Regions from separate parts of the Mus musculus genome. Here regions 1, 2, 3, 4, 5 and 7 are each linked to region 6. The links are chromatin contacts, called in public Hi-C, HiChIP or PLAC-seq and promoter capture Hi-C maps. All regions are on one chromosome and are shown on one strand. The core of a region is the stretch at or near the end of the contact, and the rest is flanking DNA. Distances in the headings are between cores, read along the strand shown. Region 1 holds the start of 4933431G14Rik (RIKEN cDNA 4933431G14 gene). Region 2 overlaps Kcmf1 (potassium channel modulatory factor 1). Region 3 has its middle 12 kb from the start of Sftpb. Region 4 holds the start of St3gal5 (ST3 beta-galactoside alpha-2,3-sialyltransferase 5). Region 5 holds the start of Atoh8 (atonal bHLH transcription factor 8). Region 6 holds the start of Capg (capping protein (actin filament), gelsolin-like). Region 7 has its middle 21 kb from the start of Gm30782.

Region 1 (2,700 bases), core at 101-2,600, 430 kb after region 6:
GCTGGTGCCGTATGACAGCCCCCAGAAACAGCAGCTGCTATGAAATGGAGCCAGCTGGCACCTGGAAGGCAGGCTGGGTATAATGCTGAGGACAGGGCCACAGAGGTGACCCAGGCCCCACTGGGAATCCCAGAGGACGGTGAGTGAATCCCAGGTACTGAGCACTGAGTTGTCGGTACTGTTGGAGCTCGGCTTTGTCTTGTTCAGATTATGGTTTTGCTCTGGGTTTTTCCCCCTCTTCAAATAAAAAAAGGTACTTTGTTATTATTATTATTATTATTTACTGTTATAGGAGCACACAATTGAGAGATTTTAAAGCTTCTTTAAGAGAAAATTTTGGAGTTTTACAGATATTTTAAAATTAGAAAAGTGGATATTTTTAAAAGAACAGCTTTTAAAATATTTAAATGTATAAGGCTATGGGATACTTTAAATTTATAGAATGTTTTATATTATTAATATCTGGCCTTAAAAAATAGATAAGAGGCTAAAAAATTAGGGCCACAGCTATGAGCACCAAACGCTAAACACCAAAACCTTAAGTATTCCTCTCTTTTGGAGCAACAAGACAACGACCTGAAGAATCTGACTAAGAACTGGATGGATGTCTCTCCTTACCTAAGGCCGGCTCAGGCTGGAAGAGGCTGGCTTGGGAATGTATGTCTCCCTTCCTCGTCTTGGCTAACTTCGTTAGGCTTTAGCTATTGTGATAATCTGAGTAATATAAGAAACTAATATTCTATAGTGGTACACTGTAAAAGGCTCAGCAAAGTTCCCAGTATCTATGTGGACTGTGTTTATGAGTTACAGTTTTATTTTGATACCAAAGAGCTTCAGTTCCTTCAGAAATGATTGTTTTTTTTTAATTCAAACTTCACAAAAATAAAGCTGTAAAATCCTAGTCTTATAAAAGCTGCTAAGCCATAGTTAAGACATGCAAGTTAACAGTCACAGAGTAAATGATCAAATTCCATAATGTGTTCAGAACCTCACTTGTAGTCATGCTGAGTGCTAATATCATTAATTATAGAAATAAGCTTTATTTACTTTTTTTTTTGTTTTTTGGTTTTTTGGTTTTTTGAGACAGGTTTCTCTGTATAGCCCTGGCTGTCCTGGAACTCAGAAATCTGCCTGCCTCTGTCTCCCGAGTGCCGGGATTAAAGGCGGCACCCCCTGGCTATTTACTTTTCAAGGTTAAGCCTAAAGCAAGTAACTAAAAGCAAGCAAAGTTTATTACTTTGTATATACTTAATAGATATTGGTCCTTAAGACTTTCTAAAGGTCTGCTGAATTTGGAATTTAGAATGTTTAATGTAAAAGAGCTTACCATGACAGAGACCCCAGCTCCTAGTAGTAGAAGCCAGATGAAGGCTTCTAAACATGACACCTTCATCTGGATTCTGGTAACCTTAACCACTGGGCATAACTGCCTCATGCCTCGTCTGCCATCAAACCCGGCCACTGTTGAGTTGATTGCTGTACTCTTGCCTGGTCAAAGTAAGGTCAGTTGGGAACAGAACTCAAGTCCATTGAAAGAACCACAGGGTAAGGTCAGTCCCCACAAAGTTCCTCACCTGTCCTCCACATAAAATTCTCTCAGATCTTCTGGGCCTGGTGACTGAAGACCAATGCTGGCCTGAGACCTCCACCTCCCCCCAAGCCATCGTAGCCACAGAGCCTAGGGTGATCATCTCGATAATGAGTAAGTCTCTGTCATTTTAATCAGAACATAAGCCATTTGGATACTTTCTGCTACAATGTATCCTTCTCGGATCTCTGCTGGCATTGATGGCTAGGCTAACTGTAGCTCTGTCAGTTTAACGGCAGCAGGCAACGGGCTCCTCCCTGCAAGGCTGCAGCTGCCTAGATAGTTCACATCATATGTAAAAACTAGGCCTTGCTGTTTCTAAAGCTACTAAGTCTCCAGTTGAGAAAGGTAGATGGGGTTTCCTTGCCAACAGGCTTCATATTAAAGGACAAACAGGTTTCTGATGTAGCTATTTACTGTTCTTTTACTCAAAGCACTTGCTTTGCAATGGCTGCTCTCAGCAAAAACCATTTGTGCCTCTAGTAAATGACTAGATGGATAAACGGTTTAAAGTCTATGTAAGTTCTGAGGGTCTAAGATAGTGTTCTAAGGTGCAGAGAGGTCTGAGAACGTGAAGGCTTAAGTTCAGAGGATCTAAGAAAGTGACTTATGGCGTTCGTTGTAAAGGTTTAAGAGAATGATTTAAGGTATATGAAAAATGGGAGTTTCATATTTCTTTACCTCTCTGTTCTTGTTATACTAAGATTTCAAAAGTTCAGAGTTTTAACACTGATCAGTGGAATTCTGACAGATGGTAGAGCACTGATTGTTATTATAGTCACAAGGAAAAGAGTTTAAATTTTATTTGGTTGTCTTCTAAGTATAGACTTAACGGTGCTTCTCACTGGCTAAAATTGTCTCTGTCAAATCTATATGTCCATCCCACTGGACAGAGGAGAAATAAATGTTCATCTTTTTTAACCTGAAGCCATAGCTTTTGCTGATTCAAAGGTGGGATTCTACTCCAGCTGTCTTACAGACACCTGCTTGCTGCTTTTCCCACAATGTAGATCACTACAGATTACACACAGTGACAATGCTTATATATCTAAAACTTTTCTCTCTTTAAGTAGACTAAAAAATCCTGTAAGCTCAGGGAGTCTGAGTCCTAA
Region 2 (2,700 bases), core at 137-2,636, 290 kb before region 6:
AACTAATTTTTACTTCTAGCAGGTAAATGTAGGTAGCAGTGCAGGGTGATCTCTGCTTCCTGTACCTTGACATGCAAAAGGCTCTCCTAATACTCCACATTCAAACTGAAGAGGAAAATTGAAATCTCTAATGAAGCTGCTGTGTGTATTTATGAATATTAATGAATAAAAACTGCTTGGATGGTTTACCTAACTACTGCATGAGGTTTTTTGCAGCGTGCATGAGTTTCAGTGGCCTTGTTATTTAAAAATTAAATACAAGGAGTAAAACTTAAAAAAATAAAATTTAAAAATAAAAATAAAATACAAAGCCCAAAGCTTTCCCAGCGTTATCCAATGGTTACTGGCAGAGTAGCTTTTGAATAATGTCTGCCTGACTCACCCTTATCCATGTGCCTCCTACGCACAAAGCCAGCTCTGCAGTGGAACCCAGGGGGCCTAGCCAGCTACAGCGCTCCACTGTATGACTGTCCTGTCGCCCTGTTAACCAGTCCAGCCTGTCTCTGTCTCTTGTCTCACCAGAAGACACACCAGTAAAGGCGGGGTCCTCTGCAGGGCGACTGTGTGCCCTTTAGACAAATCCTGTTTGTGTTTGTTGGAAGTTTTTACTTTTTGTGGTTGTTTAAAATTTTTTGATTGTTAAACATGTTCATTCAGGTGTAGATGGATTTCATTTATTCACTGTTCAGTGCAGTTAACCTGAATTATGTTGTCTTGTTTTTTAAAATCTCACCACCTCAATCATACTTTGTGCCGTTTATGTGTGTGTGTGGTTTGCTGAGACAGATCAGTATCAGGGGAGCCTTCCCACACCTTACCAACCAAATTCTTAATGCTTATTTTAGCACCTTGTATTTATTGTTTTTCCCCTCCTGGCATAAAAAGTAAAGTTTTTTAATTGATTCATGCCACCCATATGCCTATGTTATCAATCCTGTGTGTTGAAAAAAGAAAAAAGTAGAGCTGCCTTGGTAGTTAGGGTGTGGAGGATGGGTGCTTTCTGTTTGTCTCCAGGTTTCACACTGGCTCCAGGGAGGGGCAGAGGCTCTGCGGGGGTGGGGCAGTTTTTGAAATGTAAATTTAGAACTTTTAAAAAAGATGCGCAGCTTCTGATCAATTTCTATGAGACTTAATCTAATCATGTCTGGCTCCGGCCCTCTTCCCTGTGAGCCGTCCGTCCTCTGTTGGTTCTCTCTCCCGCCATCTTGTCCTCCCCTCTGTTTTTCATGACAAGCATACAGACTTGAACACCCCTGGGTGCTGTCAAGAACTGTGAAGTCCATGGTCATCCAAATCTACCAAAAAAAGAAGTCACCCTCCATGTCTAAAAAAACTGTCGCTTCTCCTCGGAAACTTGAGACTCCACCAGCTTCCAGATACAGTAGCTGTTTTCTTTAGTCTTTGATGGAAATCTTCTGAAGGAACCGCCCTCGCTGGGCTCCTGGTACACCAGAGGTCAAGGCCGGTGGGGTTTTCTTTTTTTAATTGGTTGTTGAGAAGTTTCAGAAGTTCGTTTTCCAGCTGTGGTCATTTCAGACACATCTGCACCATAACTCACACATTTCAATAAAGCATTTTCAAGACTGTTGGCCACTCGAATTTCTTTGGTGTTGAATTAACCTGACCATCATTCAGAGGATTTTTTTTTTTTTTTAACATCTCTAATGCAGTTTTTTTTTTTTTTTTTTTTTTTTTTTTTTTGCTTTTTGTGCTAAACACAGAGTTACTGGTTTTGTGTGGATGTATAACCTTGGATGTGAGAAAGAATAACTGCCAATTGTGTACTTTCCCTCTTCTGCACAAATTCTGGGAAAACATAAGATCCTCCATTTTCAACATGGTTTTAGGGAACAGATGGAAGTCTTTCAGGGCAGTTTAATTTAGAAAATGAAGTTAACCCTTCAGAAGGCCTAGTGGTTCATAAGATTCCATCTCATGTAGAAAATTGTATATTAATTATTTTTATCAGATATTTTACAAATACCTCACCTCATCCTGTATGTAACCTATAATAATGTATTATTTTAGGGTAGAAAGACACAGATTATCAATATAAAATATATTTAAGCCCTTCGAATTCTTGTGTCCTTTTTCTTTAGTTTCTGAATCAACATCACATCATTGGATGTACTTAGTGAGTTCCATTGAGTCTTCAGGGAAGAGCCCGCTCCTGATGTGGAGTGTCCATGGTGTATATGTGGTCTTCTACAGCTCTAGCCTTTACTTCCTGTTTGGAAATAATTCTGCTCAAGGTATTCTAGAAGGAGCTTAATTTCATGATTGTAGAAATTAAAAAATACATAGGCATCAGAGTGTGTGTGGTGTCGTTGTGCAGTGTGTGTATACAGTCTGTTTTGCTTAGAGATGGGGTTAAATGGAGCCGGGCTATCCTTCCAGCTCACTAAGCAGTAGAGGACTTAATCCCATCTTCTTCCTGAGTGCTGGGATTACAGGTCCACACAGCTACAAAGTGGTGGGTTTTTTGTTTTGTTTTATTCTGTTTGGTTTTGAGAGGGTTTACCTGTGTAGCCCAGGCTGTCTTGGAATTAGCTCTGTAGACCAGGCTGGCCTGGAACTCGAAGATCTGCCTGCCTCTCTCTGCTCACTACTGGAATTAAGAGTTGTGAGCCACCACCTCTGATTTTGTAACAAATACTACTTCTGTGGCCTCTAAATATAGTTTGGGATAACTTATGCCTT
Region 3 (2,700 bases), core at 35-2,534, 260 kb after region 6:
TTGGACCTTTCTACAGCCAGTTGCAAATGGAGTCAGTCCATTTAGTGAACATCAGGAGTCTGTGTATCGTATTCTCCCTTAAACTGAGGCAAGGAGCATCCCTAATGGCAGCTTTCTCATGGATGCTGAGGTGGGATAGAAAGGCAGGAAACGGGATGGGAGAGTGGGTAAAAGCATCTGCAGCCAAGATGAATGACCCAAGTTCCTTCCCTGGGACTCACGTGGGAGAGAACAGACTCCTTAAACTGTCCTCTGTCCTCCATAAAATAAGTAAATTTTTTAAATTACAGGTCGTAGAAAGGGAAAGAACTCTGGGCGACAGAAGCTTCAAAACAAAAAAATCACAGCTGCTTAGAGGAATGCCGCTTAGAGGAGCACTACTCAGAGGAACACTGCTTAGAGGAGCACCACTTAGAGGAACACTGCTTAGAGGAGCATCGCTTAGAGGAGCACTGCCTCAAACCAGCAGCGGGGCGGACTTTGAGGCACGATACTTGTGGTCTTGAGTTCAGCTGTGTGAATGCCCCCCTCTCATTCCTAATTCTGGACAATTCCATTTACAAAAGGGAGTCCTTTAAGATAAGAGAGAGTTGGTCAAGGTGGTGTGCGTCTTCAGTAGGAGCAGAGGCTGAGGCAGGCGCGCCTCTGTGAGCTTGAGGTCAGCCTGCCCTCCATATTGAGTTCCGGGTCAGTCAGTGAGAACATTTTTATAAATTTTAAATTTTGCTTAAAACTTAAGCTTCGCTTAATCATTTACCTTGTGGTAAAAGCAGATACTTTGGAAACTAGAACTTCGCTGCAGAAGCCTCTACACAGCCATTCTGAAGACATCTAATGGCAACTCTCCCTACTGGAAAGCCCACTTAGGTGTGTGGCGCTCTTTTTCTATGAGTCACACTCTGTAAACATCCTGCCTAAGTGCCAACCGCGTGCTCTCCTTATCTCCACTTAAATAAGCCTGTCCACCTCGCTTCACTCCCATGTTTTGAAATTCTTTTCTGCAGCATAGGCAGGGATCTGACTTGACTTTAGTGGAGGTTCCTGAAGCAATGCTGGGCTGGGCCTCCCCACTTCTGATGACAGTGCCACAGAGTGTAGAGCCTCGGTCATTCTGTTCCTAACTTAGGGCATTCCAGCCATGTCTTCAAGGGTATTGATGGATATGAAGTCCAAGTAGTGGAGCAGGAAGTGTTTGTGGCCAAGCAGCCATGCCCAAGCTGTGGTTTGGCTGATCATTGTGTCAGCTCTGTTAATATTAATCTCGACAGGACAGCCACAGTGCCGCAGCAGGGCAGGGGGGAATCTGTGTTTGCTGCTGAGGAAATGCTGCTACGCAGAGGGATGTCTACAAAGCCTGTTTACTTTTCCTATGTTTGTCAGTCCAGTGTTCCTGGCCGTTCAGGTTCTGCGAGCCCAGATTCCGCAGAGATGGCGCCCTCAGAAGCTACTTTCCCTAAGAAGCATTGGCTCCTCCTCCCTTGGGTCAGCAAGGCAGCTAACAGCAGGATGGAAACCCACCATCTCTGCCCTTCCTTTGTGTGTCTCCTTTCCCTTGGGGTACCTGCTTGCCTCTGCAGGTCTACATATTAGTCCCACATGACTCTTGGAGGGTCTATCTAGCGTAACTCAGCCCCCTTCAGGGCTGAAGATGCTGAGAGAAGTCATTGACCTAAACGTGCAGCTACTGTAGACTCCAGAGAGAACATCACCTTGCAGTATACACTCTCTGCCCCCTCCACGCCCCGCCCAGAAGGGCTCTCACCTGTGATGAGTAGGCTAGGAGCACCCTGGGACAGAAGAGAGCATCTTGTAGAAACCAGACTGGTCCCCTCAAGGGATGGTGCTGATAAGGCATTCTTTGGACCACCTTGCAGAACTAGAATTGAGACAATCAACCAGGCCACACTGTGACCTCTAGCTCCCTGATGCTTCCTCTGTTAAAACTCATGCCAGCATCCCAAAGACAGACGTGAGGGCTGCTGGGTCCCTTTATCTGTCCCTCTTCACAGTGTGACTATCTGACCATATTGGATCAATACCCTCTCTGCTTTCACCATTACGTAGCTACTGAGCTGGTGTACTGGAGATAGGTGGCTACAACCTAGTTGCTGGGGCTTTTATAACCCAGAGTTTTACCTAAAAACTCTGCTTACACTGATTATAAGGGTTCTTTGCTTAATTCTTTTGTTGCTATGAAAAAAATGTCTGAGAAAAACAATTTAAAAGTGGAGACACTTTGGCTCACAGTCTGAAGGTACACAGTCTGAAAGTACAGTCAGAGATACACAATCTGAAGGTGCAATCCGCCACAATGGGAAAGTAATGGTGGTTGGAGTGTGAGGTGGTCACATTGCAGCTGCAGTCAGGAGGTAGAGAAATGAATGCTGGCACTTAGCTCTCCTCCTCCTCCTCCTCCTCCTCCTCCTCCTCCTCCTCCTCCTCCTCCTCCTCCTCTCCCTTCCCTCCCCCTCCCCCTCCTCCTCTTTCTCTCTGTGACAGGATCGCACAGGATCACACATGCAGCCCTGGATGGCCTGGAAATCATTATATAGACCAAGCTGGCCTCAGATTCAAAGAGATTCACTTGCTTTTGTCTCCTGAGTCTGTAATTTAAGACATGTACCACCATGCCCAGCCTACCGTCTCCTTAAAATAAAAATATGATAGGGCTGGAGTGATGGCATAGAAGTTAAGAACGTT
Region 4 (2,700 bases), core at 15-2,514, 450 kb after region 6:
GGCTAGACACCAGAGGGCAGAGATGAGTGTGAGTCTCCTTCCTTTGTAAGTCTAAAACCCAGCACAGCTCTTGGCTGAAGGAACCTGAAACCCATCGGTCCCAGAAAAAGCACAACACATAAAAATGCCTCTTCCTCCTTTTAAGTACATCTACTTACATTTACACCTAATTTTGCAAAGGCAAAATTCATATATGTGAATTAAGACTGAATTACTGGGGGGAAAGGTATAAAAATTTCATTTCCAAGTCAGCTAGTGATTCTACAGAGTTCTCGCCAATTGACATATTTATTCTAAATGGTTAAAACCACAAACTCATTGTGGAAGAGACCCAAGCCAACAGCAAGTTAAGTCTTCCAGTACAGACCTGGAGAGCAAGCTCCCCACAGGAGGATATCAGTGTCTGCCAAGGTCATCCAGCTGATGTGCAGTAGGGACAAGAGCTTTCATTTACTGGGGTCCTACCAATTGTTCTCTAACACCCTCTCCGCAAAACAAACAAATAAAACAGCGCACAAAGAACGCGTCCCCTCGTCAGGACACAGCTTAAAATTTCCAAGAAACCAAAACGGTCTCCCAATGTGTCTCCTCCGCAGGACTGGCCGCAGAGAGGGGGCAGGGAAGGTCACCAGTGAATTTCTGCCAGCAGAAAGCTACCCACTTTCACACTGCACGTCTACCCACATGGATGCACCAGGAGGGTTCAGGCGCCACTAGTTACCCTGTACAAGGTTCCCCAAAGCAGTCAAGGGAGACACTGAGTCTATTCGACTCTGCCGGCTCAGAAGGTTCCAGCAATGAATTAAAATCCCAGAACCAAGCGACGTGAAGAGGGCCACTCTGGCTGGACCTGCCACGCGGGGCAGGTCATCCTTACCCGCAGCGCCGCGTCCACACCTGCGCAGGCTGCGCCGGGGGCGCCCATGTAGGCAGCCAGGGGCCGCGACCCTCCGCCCGTGTCCCCTAGCAGGCGCGTCCGGCGTCGCAGGGCTGGGGAGGAGCCGCTGGGCCTGGGGTATCGCAAAGGCGGATCGCCGCTATCTGGGCTCCCCGGTGTCCGCTCTGCCGACTGGGGGCTGCGCCACGTACCTCGGCAGGCAGGTGCCGCTGCTTGGCTTCGCAGCTTCTGGGGCCTCCGCGCCGCGCCGCCCACCGCCTCTGTGTGCATGCTAGGGAGGGAGCGCTGGCAAGCCGCCAGCCCGGGGCCCCGCGCCCCAGCCAGCCCCCGGCGCCGCGCTCGCGCCAATTCAGCCCCGGACAGTCCGCTCCCCCGCGCGGATGCTGAGGGGGGTGGGGGTAGGCGGGGGCGGGGTCGCGCGTCACGAGGATAAGGGAGACCAATCAGAGTGCGCCGAGGCCCCGCCTGCGAGCGGACTGTCCCCCCGCCCCCTCCGACTGCTAGTGCGAGGGGGAGCGGGACAACTCCAGCCGAGAAGTAGGTGGGGCGCCAGGCAGCCTAGGATGAGGGTGCCCCGCGCTCGGGGATCTCTTCAACTCTCCCCAGGCTTGCGCGTGATTAGATAGTGGAAGGCGTTCCGGAGAACCTAAGGTGGCTCTGGACCGGTTAAAGGCTTTGACTGAGCATCCAATTAGGAGTCGGAGCTGGGGAACTAAGGGGCTTGACGTAGTCACGTGCTTTATTCGCCAGCTGCCCACTGGTCTTCAGGTAATTACTGGTCCTGGGTTCCTGAGACCCAAGAGACAAATACCAGGACAAGCTAAATCAGCGGTTCTCAACCTGGGGGTCGCCTAATACCAATGGAAGACACGTTTATTTACATTTACGATTCACAACAGTAGTGGAATTACAGTTATGAAGTATCAACGAAAATACTTTTTATGGTCAGGGGTTACCACCACAACTTGAGGAAGTGTATTAAAGGGTCGCAGCATTAGGAAGGTTGAGAACGATTAGGCTACACGGTTGTTACTGTGCTAGTTACCAAAGCCAACCAACTTGTTTTAACAGGAGAAGGAACTGAGGTCTGTGTGGGACTGAGGGTGAGTAGCTTTGAAGTCATTTGGAGGCCGAAGCAGGAACAGAACCTGGGCTTGGAGCGCTCAAATCTTATTTGTCTGAAAGCTAGAGAGGCCCTGGCCTCTCACACCTTATTTTGGAAAGGAAATGCCATACGATTTTTAAAAACACATTTAATAAATCCCAAAATTGGTGCATTAAAAAGGCCTAAAACCGGACTGGATCTCCCTTTTAGGATATTTTTCCCCATGATCTTCTAGAAAAGCCGACAAGAAAGGGATCCAAAGCGCAGAGTAAATGATATAATGTAGCCAAGTTCTTCTGAGGATGCAGACCCTTTGTTACTGCATGTGTGTGTGGGAAATCCCCTAGTGCCATAGTCTTTGTTATATTGGAATAGCTTGCCTTCGACCTCAAGAACATTTAACCACAAAGGGGCATTCTGATAGTCAGGAGGCACGCTTTCCAAGATAACAGCTCCAGTTTTCTTGGTGACTGCATAGCAAACTCCTTTTTGGGTCTGCTCAAGGTCCCGTGCTAGATCTGTGTATCAGCTGAGAAAATTGAAGCTTTGTAGTGGAAGCTTGTCAGCCTGTACAAACAGGAAGAGGCCCTGGGCTAGCTTTTAGAACTCCCTTCTCCAGCCCCAATCAAGCATGGCTATCCATCTTTTACCGAACAATAACCCTCTCATTTTGAGAAGGAAGATCCTAGACCCTGAG
Region 5 (2,700 bases), core at 43-2,542, 310 kb after region 6:
TCAGCTTTCGTGGAGCCCGTTGTTAGGAATGGCATCCACTCACGTGGAGGCATCTAACACACTAACTGCCACGGGCAACACAGCTTGTGACTCTGCCCAACTCTAGCTAAGCCCCGAGTTATAGTTTCACTACACCAGTGTGTCAAGGGTCACCATTCAAATGCCATATACGATCTCCTTTCATCCTTTTAATGACACTTGCCTCAAAGGAGACCATTGGAGGAAGGCTCGGTGAAGAGAGCAACTCTACGTGGCAGCACAGGGGAAGGTGTGTGCAGAGGGTCCCGAGAGGGCCTCCCCGTCAGCCTCTTCTTTCTAGTAGGATTTCCAGTGGAATAGGGGCCTGGGGGTCTGGAGAGTGAACTCTACCTCTGGGGCCAATTGGCATCAGGCTCTGTGCTCAATCAATTGTTATCATTCCCAGGAGGAAGGTGTGGTTGTGACCCCTATCCTGGGCATAAGGAGCCAGAGGTGCCGAGGGACAGCACGACGAATGCCAAGGTCGCTCAGTAAATGGCAACCTTGAGCTCTGGACCTAAGAATTCTGTCTGCTTGAGGAGCTGTCCTGCCCTGGCTGATAACATTAGCGCAGCTACTGATGACCTGGCACCTCCTGTGTGGCGGCTTTCACAGCCAGGCTGTGACAAGCATGGGTGTTCTCCAGATTCCTCATTTCATAGATGAGTAAATCTGGGTTTAGCAGGGCGCTTCGGGTAAGATGACTTAAGATCTTCACCGACGTTACATCTGCTAAACCAGACATTTGCATCTCTCAGTTTCCCAATGTCCGGTGTTCTGTTCCTAAGGCCTCTGCCCCAGCAAATAGGGGCAAGAAGGGAGAAGGCCTTCTTGCAGTTGGATGACAATGACCAGCCACTCTGGGGTTCTTCTCTCCCACTTATCTTTCCCTCCCAGAAGCTCTGGGATTTCTCCCTCTGTTGGACAGTTCGGGTGGGAGGTAGAAGGGAAGGTTCTGGATGGGAAAGGTCGGCGCTGCGTCACCCCCACCCCCACCCCAGGCCAACAAGGCTGGGCAATGAAGGGCCACAGCGATTAGCAGCCACGTGCTCGGGACTGTAGTGGACAGTGCGGACTGTTTTTGGAGAGAGAAGGCGCGCCCCCAACTTGGGTAGGGGGCAGAGAGGGCGAGCAGGAGGAGGCAGGTTCCGGCACAAGGCATGAGGGGTGGGGGGAGGCCGAGAGCACGCGGACAAAGGAGGCGGCCCTCAGCCCAGCTGTTTTGAAAAATGCTTCCTGTTTCTTTAAAGGCGCTCGCTGCTCGGGCGGCCTGGGCTCGGGAGGCGGCAGCGGCGGCGGCGGGAGCTGCCTCCTCTCCGGGCGGGCGGCGCTGAGTGATCTTGCGAACTGGGCTTCTGTGTAAACTGAGGCTAAACAAACACAGATGGAGCGCAGCGGGCGTTCTGCAGAAATGCTGGCAGGGCGGCAGCGACTTCAGATGACACTCTGAGCTCTCCCGGGGAACCGGCAGCCTCCAAGGCTTCACGGAGCCGGAGGCGCAGCTGCCCCGGGAGTGGGGGTGCGAGGGAGGGACCCGGGGAGGGAGGGTAGGAGGAGAGAGCGCGGCGACAAGGCGGCGCTCAGCGCGGCGGCCACCCGGCACAGCCAGGCGCGCGGCGTGCAGAGTGATCGCTGCGGGCGCGCGTCCCGGGCAGTCCCACGCCCCAGCCTCACGCCGTCCTCGCCATGAAGCACATCCCGGTCCTCGAGGACGGGCCGTGGAAGACTGTGTGCGTTAAAGAACTGAACGGCCTCAAGAAGCTCAAGCGGAAAGGCAAGGAGCCGGTGCGGCGCGCGAATGGCTATAAAACTTTCCGATTGGACTTGGAAGCTCCCGAGCTCGGCGCCACAGTCAGCACCACCGCCGCCACCAACGGGCTTCGGGACAGGACACAACCGTTCCCGATCGCGACCCCAGTACCAGCCTCAGTGGCGCCGGCGGTTCCTCCAGGTGGAGGCACAGACACAGCCAGGGAATTCCGGGGCATCAGAGCGCCTGAGGTCTCTGACGCGCGCAAACGCGGTTTCGCTCTGGGCACAGTGGGACCGGGACTACCCACGCCACCGCCGCCTCCCGCATCTCAGAGCTTGGCACCCGGGGATCCCGAGGCGCACTCCTTCCGCGAGCAGGCTCTGCGTCCCCGCATCTTGCTGTGCGCCCCTCCCGCGCGTCCCACACAATCCGCGCCTCTCGCACCCCCAGCGGCGCCACAAGAGTCCCCCGTGCGCCCTGCGCCCCCCACGCGCCCGGGGGAAAGTTCCTACTCGTCAATTTCACACGTAATTTACAATAACCACCCGGATTCTTCCGCGTCGCCTAGGAAACGGCCAGGCGAAGCGACCGCCGCCTCAACGGAGATCAAAGCCCTGCAGCAGACCCGGAGGCTTCTGGCCAACGCCAGGGAGCGGACGCGGGTGCACACCATCAGCGCAGCCTTCGAGGCGCTGAGGAAGCAGGTACTCACTAACCGCCGCGGGGTTAGAGTGGCAGAAGTGGGTGGGTGGGTGGTCCCAGGGTCGGAGTTAGGATAAAAGGAATCCCACAAAGCAGGCAGATTAGAGTTATCATTGTTGCAACTTTTTAGTTTGTAAAGTGGGCGAAATCTAGGGATCTCTGGCCTAGACACGCCCCTGTTCCCCAGGAGTAACCGCGTCTGACCTCAGGTCTTGTAGTTGACTTGT
Region 6 (2,707 bases), core at 190-2,689:
GCCGGGAACCAGACCCAGGGCCACAGGGCACAGCTGGAAAATGCTCTACCACTGAGCTACATCACAGCTGGCCACCTCTGCTGAGGACTCCGTTTTCCCCCATTGTGCCACAATGTGATGAGTTTTAGGGGCTGGCTTTCTCCCCGAGACATGAAAGCACCTTTGGAGCAGGAAGCTGAGTTTGCCTATGGACCTTTGGACACACCTGACTGTGCCCGGAAAAGTGTCTGATTGTCCTAACTTGCTGAGATCCAATGACTGGACTAGATGAAAACCAACGGGATTGCTTAGGATCTCGACATCCAGGCAAGGCCTGGAGCAGCCTTGAAGCAGAAAGCCAGAGGGCAACGAGGCCCATCTGACTGTCGTGAGCAGTGGGGGGGAGGATGTGTGCCCTGCTGGCTAACTCTGGCTAGAATACCTTTTAAGGACACACTGGGGGCTTAGAAGTGGAGTCCACTCCTACCTCCAACAAAATGCTTGATCCTATCAATGTGCATCAGTGGCCCAGTACTGAGGAAAACTGGGGCTATTTTTGCCCTCTTGGACCCTGACTCACAACAGGTCACTTCCCCTCAAAGACCATATCCGCCCCGTTAGTGTGAGCTGAAATAGCGGCCCTAGGGAGGAAATAGAGGGCCAATTCAAGAAGCCCAGGACTTTCTGACTGTGGCCAATGTCTCTTAGAAGTGGGAACAGCAGTGGCTCTGAACCCCCAGGACAGGCCAAAGCAGATCCCGCTCCCCACACCCCCAGATTCTACCTTCATCTCTCTCCACACTGGTCCCCAGCCAACCCTCTAACTGGGGGCTGGCTGACTGTCCCTCAAGTAGCTGAACCTACCTTGTTCCTTCTCAGTTCCCTTCCTTCCAGTTGTCTGGGCCCAGGATAGTGCTATCTTGGGGACAGACACCACCAGATCTGAATTCACCTCCCGACAGGTTGATGGCTTCTGGGGATCTCTCAGGTCTGACACCACCTCCTACAGACCAGGATGAGCCCAGACCCTTCAGCTCCTCCCCAGCAGCTAGAACACATCCCACCCACACCCACTCAAGACTCTGCAGCTGCAAAACTACAGCTAATGACCTGAGCTGACTTACGCCTGGGGACACCGTTCCCACCTGTTCCCGGACCCTAGCAGCCAGCCCTCACCTACCCACTCATGAGAGTCCTAGTCCCTTCTCTACAGAGCCCTTCCCAGTTTTACCTCTCCACGGGCCTTTTCTTCTCAAACTCGTCTCAGCTTGCCCCTCGATAGCTAGCTTCTAACTTCCCTCTTCGCCACTGGGCTGCCCCACCCACCTGCCCCACCCATGGGGAGGCTCAGTACTCAGAAGTCTAAGGGCTCAGGAAAGCCAGCTCCAAGGCTGGGCCATGCGGATGGAAGGCTGCTATTTCTCAGACATGGTCACTGGGAGGTTAAAGCCTGACTAGGTCTCATCACAGCGGCCTCGGGCAAGGCAGATTCTGAACAATTTAAAGAGTCAGACCAGCAAGGAAAGTCCCATTCCACTCACTAGCCCCGGCAGAGGCCTGAGTCTGCTCAGGCCCTGCTGTGGCTGGTTAGTCACTTTTCCTGGGTTGGGTCACTGGCCCTACACTACTTTTTCCTCCTCCCCCTGACTAGTTGTCTCATTGCCCTGAGTACATGTGATGATGACCTACTCCTTCTCCCTCCTCCTCTTCCTCCTCCTCCATTCCCCTTCCCCTCCTCCCTCTTCCTCTCCTTCCTCCTTCCTTCTCCTCTTTCTCCTTTTGGTTTTTCAAGACGGGGTTTCTCTGTGTAGCCTTGGCTGTCCTGGAAATCTCTCTGTAAACCAGTCTGTTTTTGAAGCAAAGTTCCAAGAGAGTGTTTGAGGCCCTGACACATTCTCTCTCTGTGTGTGTGTGTGTGTGTGTGTGTATGTGTGTTCATTTTGGTGTTTTGTTTTCGAGACAAGCTCTCATGTAGTCAGGCTAGCCTCTAAAGGCAGCTCAAACTGGTCTTGAACACTTGACCCTTCTGATTCCCGGATGCTGGGATCACAAAAGTGCACCATCGTGACCAACTGTTGTTTGGTTGTTTTACTGAGACAGCGTCTCACTTTGGCACCCAGGCTGCTATGAAACTAAATCTGTAGCCCAGATTGGCTTCAATGCTATGAGAATCCTGCCTCTGCTTCCTGAACACTAGTGATTTACATGTAATGAGGCACCACACAAGGTGTCTTGAAACATGAAGTCTCTCTATGCCCCTTAGCTAGGCATGGTGGCTCTTGCCTTTAATCCCAGCACTCGGGAGGCAGAGGCAGGTGGATCTCTTGAGTTCCAGGACAGAGGGCATATGGTTTCAAGCTCAACCCAAAGCAACAGCCGCTCCCTTCGCACAGTCACAGGACCATAATATAGAATCAGTCTGATCTAACTTGCTGGCCCCAGGAAAGCCTTACCCTGGGGCACAGCCCGAAGTCACATAGAAAACAGGACGCTCAGTCAAGGAGGCTCTTATTCCCTCCTAATCCCTAGGTCAGCAGTTCTCAACCTCCCTAATGTGTGACCCCGCAATACAGTTCCTCATGTTGTGGTGACCCCCCCAACCATAACATTATCTTCCTTCTACTTCATAACTGTCATTTGCTACTGTTATAACTCGTAATGTAAATACTTTAGAGATAAAACTTTGCCAAATGATTCATGACTCACAGGTTGAGAGGTTCAGGAATAT
Region 7 (2,700 bases), core at 119-2,618, 270 kb after region 6:
TGCTCTGAGCTTCAGTGGGGGCCCGAGGAGGAGGGCAGAAAGGGTCCTGGTGGAACAACAAGGGCCTGGATTACGTTTCCAGCCAGGAAGGTGGGTAGGAGGGCAGTGAGCATCGAGGTTGGTTGAGGGCAGGTGACCACCCGGGGAGTCTGGGGGTAGAAGGACTTGGAGAGAGATGCATGGAACCAGAGAGTAAGGTTTTGAACCCAGCTCCCAGCAGGCGAAGATATTCCTTGGAAATAAAGTTGTCCATTTTGATCACCCCCATCCATGACCCCAATGCTGCCTCTTCACAAGGCTGCATTAAGCTTTTCAAGGCCTTCTGGAAACAGAACGTGCTCCCAGCTACACAGAGATCCTCCCTCTCAGTCCTCGATTCTAGGGAATAAATGTGACTGGCCCCGAGAGCCACAGGCTTGGCCAGCTGACGCAAGCCCACAGGAACAAGGGTAACCCTTCTAGCTCCTCGGTGGCCGAAGCAGTTTTTACAGCCCAAAGAGGCAAAATGGGAACTAAGGGTTGAGAGTGGGCAAGGAAACCACCTCAGGGAGAGAGAGCAGGGGAGGACTGGAGTTACCGTCTCCGGACAGAGCATGCCCACATCCAAAGCTTTTTCAAATGATCCAAACTCCTGGCTTGAGAGGTGGCTCAGGGGTTAAGAGCACCCGCTGCTCTTGCAGAGGGCCCAGGTTTGATTCTCAGCCCCTAACCGGCAGCTCATGAACACCCAAGACTCCAATTTCAGATCTGATACCCTCTTCTGGCCGCCTTGGGCACTGCATGCATGTGATGCATAAATATGTACGCAGACAAAACACTCCTACATAAAAGTGTACTGGAATTTGTGTGTAATCCCAGCACTTGGGAAGTTGGGGCAAGAGGATCAGGATTTGGCTACATACCAAGTTTGAGTTTGTGCTACATGAGATGCTGCCTCAAAACAACAATAACAACAACAACATAAGACAAGCAAATAAATAGAATTCCAATGAAGACACTCTACAATCTATTTGCCAACAATTAATATAGAAAAATGTCTAACTCCTTTAGGAGGCCATTTTAAAGATTTTACTTCTCTCTCTCTCTCTATGTATGTATGTATGTATGTATGTATGTGTGCCCGTACGTGTGTAGGGTGGAGTCTGATGCTGGGTCCCATCTTCCACTGGCCTAGCTAGTTTTATGTCAACTGAAGCCATTTGTGAAGAGGGAACCTCAGTTGATAAAATGTCCTCTCCACACTGGCCTGTGGGCAAGTCTGTGGGGCATTTTCTTGACTGATGATTGATGTGGGGAGGCTCAGCTCACTGGAGATGGTGCCAACCCTGGGCCCATGGTCCTGGGCCCAATAGGAAAGCAGGCTGAATGAGCCACGAGGAGCAAGCCAGGAAGCAGCCGTCCTCTGTGGTCTCTGCGTCAGTTCCTGCCTTAGGTTCTAGCCCTGATGAATGATAATTAGGACGCAGAAGCTGAAATAAACCCTTTCCTCCCCAAGTTGCTTTTGGTCATGTGTCTTCTCACAGCTATGAGAACCCTGACTAAGATACCTACCTAATCAATGAGGTGGGGTTTCCAGTCAGACCCAGGGCTTTGAAGATATAATTTGTCTTACCCGCCATCTTGTCTGGGGGTCCCCAACCTGCCTTTGGAGGCTAGAATTATAGGCAGGTTGCTACAGACACTCAGAATTGGCACTGAGTACCCAAACTCTGGCCCTCAGACATATATGGCAAGTGTTTTAAGCACTGAGCCATCCTCCTGGCCTTGAAGCGGGGCATTGAAGAGCAACATTTTGGTTCTCTAAGCCATTGACACCAAACTCTCAGCGATGGCACATAAACGCCCTGGTTATCCCACACACAATGTTGATCTGGGGATAGACATCAGCCTTTCACACACACCCCACCCCACCCCTCCATTACAGACCTATTAGAGGTATTTGGAGGTTGCCAGCAGAAGTGGATGCGGGGCCTTGGATTCTGAGAGCTGACACCTGACAGTCTTGGGGCACAGAGGAGTCTGTAGTCACCTCCTTTCCTTTTCTTTCTTTTTAAATATGTACTTTACATGTCTGGTGGGTGCCTGGTTGTCTGCATGGACCCCATGTGGGTGCAAATCCCTTTGGAGGCCATAAAAGGGCACCAAGATTCACTAGAACTGGGGTTACAGGCAGTTGTAAGCTACCCGATGTGGGTGCAAGGAACCAAGCCCAGGCCTTCTGTAGGAGCACCAGCTCACCCACAGCAGTTACATTTCTGTCTGCAAAGCCAGCAGGCCCCAGGAGGTCAGCTGGATTCTACCTCAGCAAGGCATTCAGGAGGTAAAAAAATGGAAGCAGTACTCACACACCCAGAGCACAGCTTACTCTGGTGGTGCTGATGAAGGGCGAGGCACCCTCCGCTGAGGGTCAGAATAGCCCAGCTCCCCACATTGGGCACTGACCCCAGCCCACCCCCACCCCCTTCCCAAGCTGTTCCAAGCCTGGGGCCCTGCCCTGTCCCAGGGAACTCTGGCTTTTCTCACACCCACACTTGCACATTCATAAGCAAGGCAAAGAAAGAAAGCAGGTATTGTTCGAATTCATAGCAGGTTATATTCTAGGAAAAGGTGGTGTAAGTGGAAAAGATAAAAACTGGATTGATTTCCCCACAGAAACAATACCAAGATGAGAAATCCTGAGCTAGGGAAAGAATTCTATGA

The links. Promoter capture Hi-C pulls out the DNA fragments that hold promoters and counts their contacts. A called contact is a pair of places that touch in the nucleus more often than the background predicts. HiChIP or PLAC-seq counts read pairs in DNA pulled down with a chosen protein or histone mark.
Region 1: a contact with region 6 is called in a promoter capture Hi-C map of liver, with 4 times the contacts expected there. The contact joins the promoter of 4933431G14Rik here to the promoter of Capg in region 6. A contact is called at or near these places in 6 of 39 promoter capture datasets (hippocampal neurons, liver, neutrophils and 2 more).
Region 2: a contact with region 6 is called in a Hi-C map of embryonic stem cells, with 5 times the contacts expected there. The contact joins the enhancer-like site here to the promoter of Capg in region 6. A contact is called at or near these places in 16 of 39 promoter capture datasets (the 3T3-L1 cell line, 3T3-L1-derived adipocytes, cranial neural crest and 8 more), 3 of 15 datasets of contacts at CTCF or cohesin (all in embryonic stem cells), 40 of 484 Hi-C or Micro-C datasets (the HL-1 cell line, brown adipocytes, differentiating embryonic stem cells and 8 more), 14 of 115 datasets of contacts at active chromatin or transcription factors (embryonic stem cells, epiblast stem cells, pancreatic cancer cells and 1 more) and 1 of 9 other capture datasets (embryonic stem cells).
Region 3: a contact with region 6 is called in a FOXA1 HiChIP or PLAC-seq map of pancreatic cancer cells. The contact joins the enhancer-like site here to the promoter of Capg in region 6. A contact is called at or near these places in 5 of 39 promoter capture datasets (cranial neural crest, liver, neutrophils and 2 more), 4 of 484 Hi-C or Micro-C datasets (the Ba/F3 cell line, embryonic stem cells and erythroblasts), 1 of 115 datasets of contacts at active chromatin or transcription factors (pancreatic cancer cells) and 2 of 9 other capture datasets (adipose tissue and pancreatic islet).
Region 4: an HNF4G HiChIP or PLAC-seq map of pancreatic cancer cells shows a contact between it and region 6. The contact joins the promoter of St3gal5 here to the promoter of Capg in region 6. A contact is called at or near these places in 1 of 484 Hi-C or Micro-C datasets (embryonic stem cells) and 2 of 115 datasets of contacts at active chromatin or transcription factors (memory CD8 T cells and pancreatic cancer cells).
Region 5: a FOXA1 HiChIP or PLAC-seq map of pancreatic cancer cells shows a contact between it and region 6. The contact joins the promoter of Atoh8 here to the promoter of Capg in region 6. A contact is called at or near these places in 1 of 39 promoter capture datasets (embryonic stem cells) and 1 of 115 datasets of contacts at active chromatin or transcription factors (pancreatic cancer cells).
Region 7: a promoter capture Hi-C map of the HPC-7 cell line shows a contact between it and region 6, with 4 times the contacts expected there. The contact joins the enhancer-like site here to the promoter of Capg in region 6. A contact is called at or near these places in 6 of 39 promoter capture datasets (the HPC-7 cell line, HPC-7-derived erythroid cells, cranial neural crest and 3 more), 7 of 484 Hi-C or Micro-C datasets (the Ba/F3 cell line, the G1E-ER4 cell line, cerebellum and 2 more), 1 of 115 datasets of contacts at active chromatin or transcription factors (pancreatic cancer cells) and 1 of 9 other capture datasets (pancreatic islet).

What each region holds. Positions count from the first base shown.
Region 1 is chr6:72,121,847-72,124,546 of GRCm38.p6, reverse strand. It overlaps 4933431G14Rik (RIKEN cDNA 4933431G14 gene), which reads left to right and starts at 1,350. Exons shown (of 3, transcript NR_045165.1): 1 at 1,350-1,502; 2 at 1,601-1,702. All of the region lies in intron 1 of St3gal5 (ST3 beta-galactoside alpha-2,3-sialyltransferase 5), which reads right to left.
Region 2 is chr6:72,840,002-72,842,701 of GRCm38.p6, reverse strand. Kcmf1 (potassium channel modulatory factor 1) reads left to right here. Exons shown (of 7, transcript NM_019715.2): 7 at 1-1,588. Among named protein-coding and RNA genes, the nearest start is that of Tcf7l1, 52 kb to the right of the region's middle. Within about 2 kb of position 1,386, at least 11 of the 459 cell types and tissues checked have an H3K27ac peak or open chromatin away from gene starts, as enhancers often do. A contact at or near this core is called in embryonic stem cells, where this site is marked.
Region 3 is chr6:72,291,760-72,294,459 of GRCm38.p6, reverse strand. No RefSeq gene overlaps it. Among named protein-coding and RNA genes, the nearest start is that of Sftpb, 12 kb to the left of the region's middle. Within about 2 kb of position 1,284, at least 45 of the 459 cell types and tissues checked have an H3K27ac peak or open chromatin away from gene starts, as enhancers often do. A contact at or near this core is called in the Ba/F3 cell line, liver, pancreatic cancer cells and 1 more, where this site is marked.
Region 4 is chr6:72,096,172-72,098,871 of GRCm38.p6, reverse strand. St3gal5 (ST3 beta-galactoside alpha-2,3-sialyltransferase 5) reads right to left here and starts at 1,264. Exons shown (of 7, transcript NM_001035228.2): 1 at 1,090-1,264. The coding sequence starts at 1,168.
Region 5 is chr6:72,234,169-72,236,868 of GRCm38.p6, reverse strand. It overlaps Atoh8 (atonal bHLH transcription factor 8), which reads left to right and starts at 1,292. Exons shown (of 3, transcript NM_153778.3): 1 at 1,292-2,475. The coding sequence starts at 1,705.
Region 6 is chr6:72,548,005-72,550,711 of GRCm38.p6, reverse strand. Capg (capping protein (actin filament), gelsolin-like) reads right to left here and starts at 1,439. Exons shown (of 10, transcript NM_001042534.3): 1 at 1,211-1,439.
Region 7 is chr6:72,274,394-72,277,093 of GRCm38.p6, reverse strand. No RefSeq gene overlaps it. Among named protein-coding and RNA genes, the nearest start is that of Gm30782, 21 kb to the right of the region's middle. Within about 2 kb of position 1,368, at least 25 of the 459 cell types and tissues checked have an H3K27ac peak or open chromatin away from gene starts, as enhancers often do. A contact at or near this core is called in the HPC-7 cell line, where this site is marked.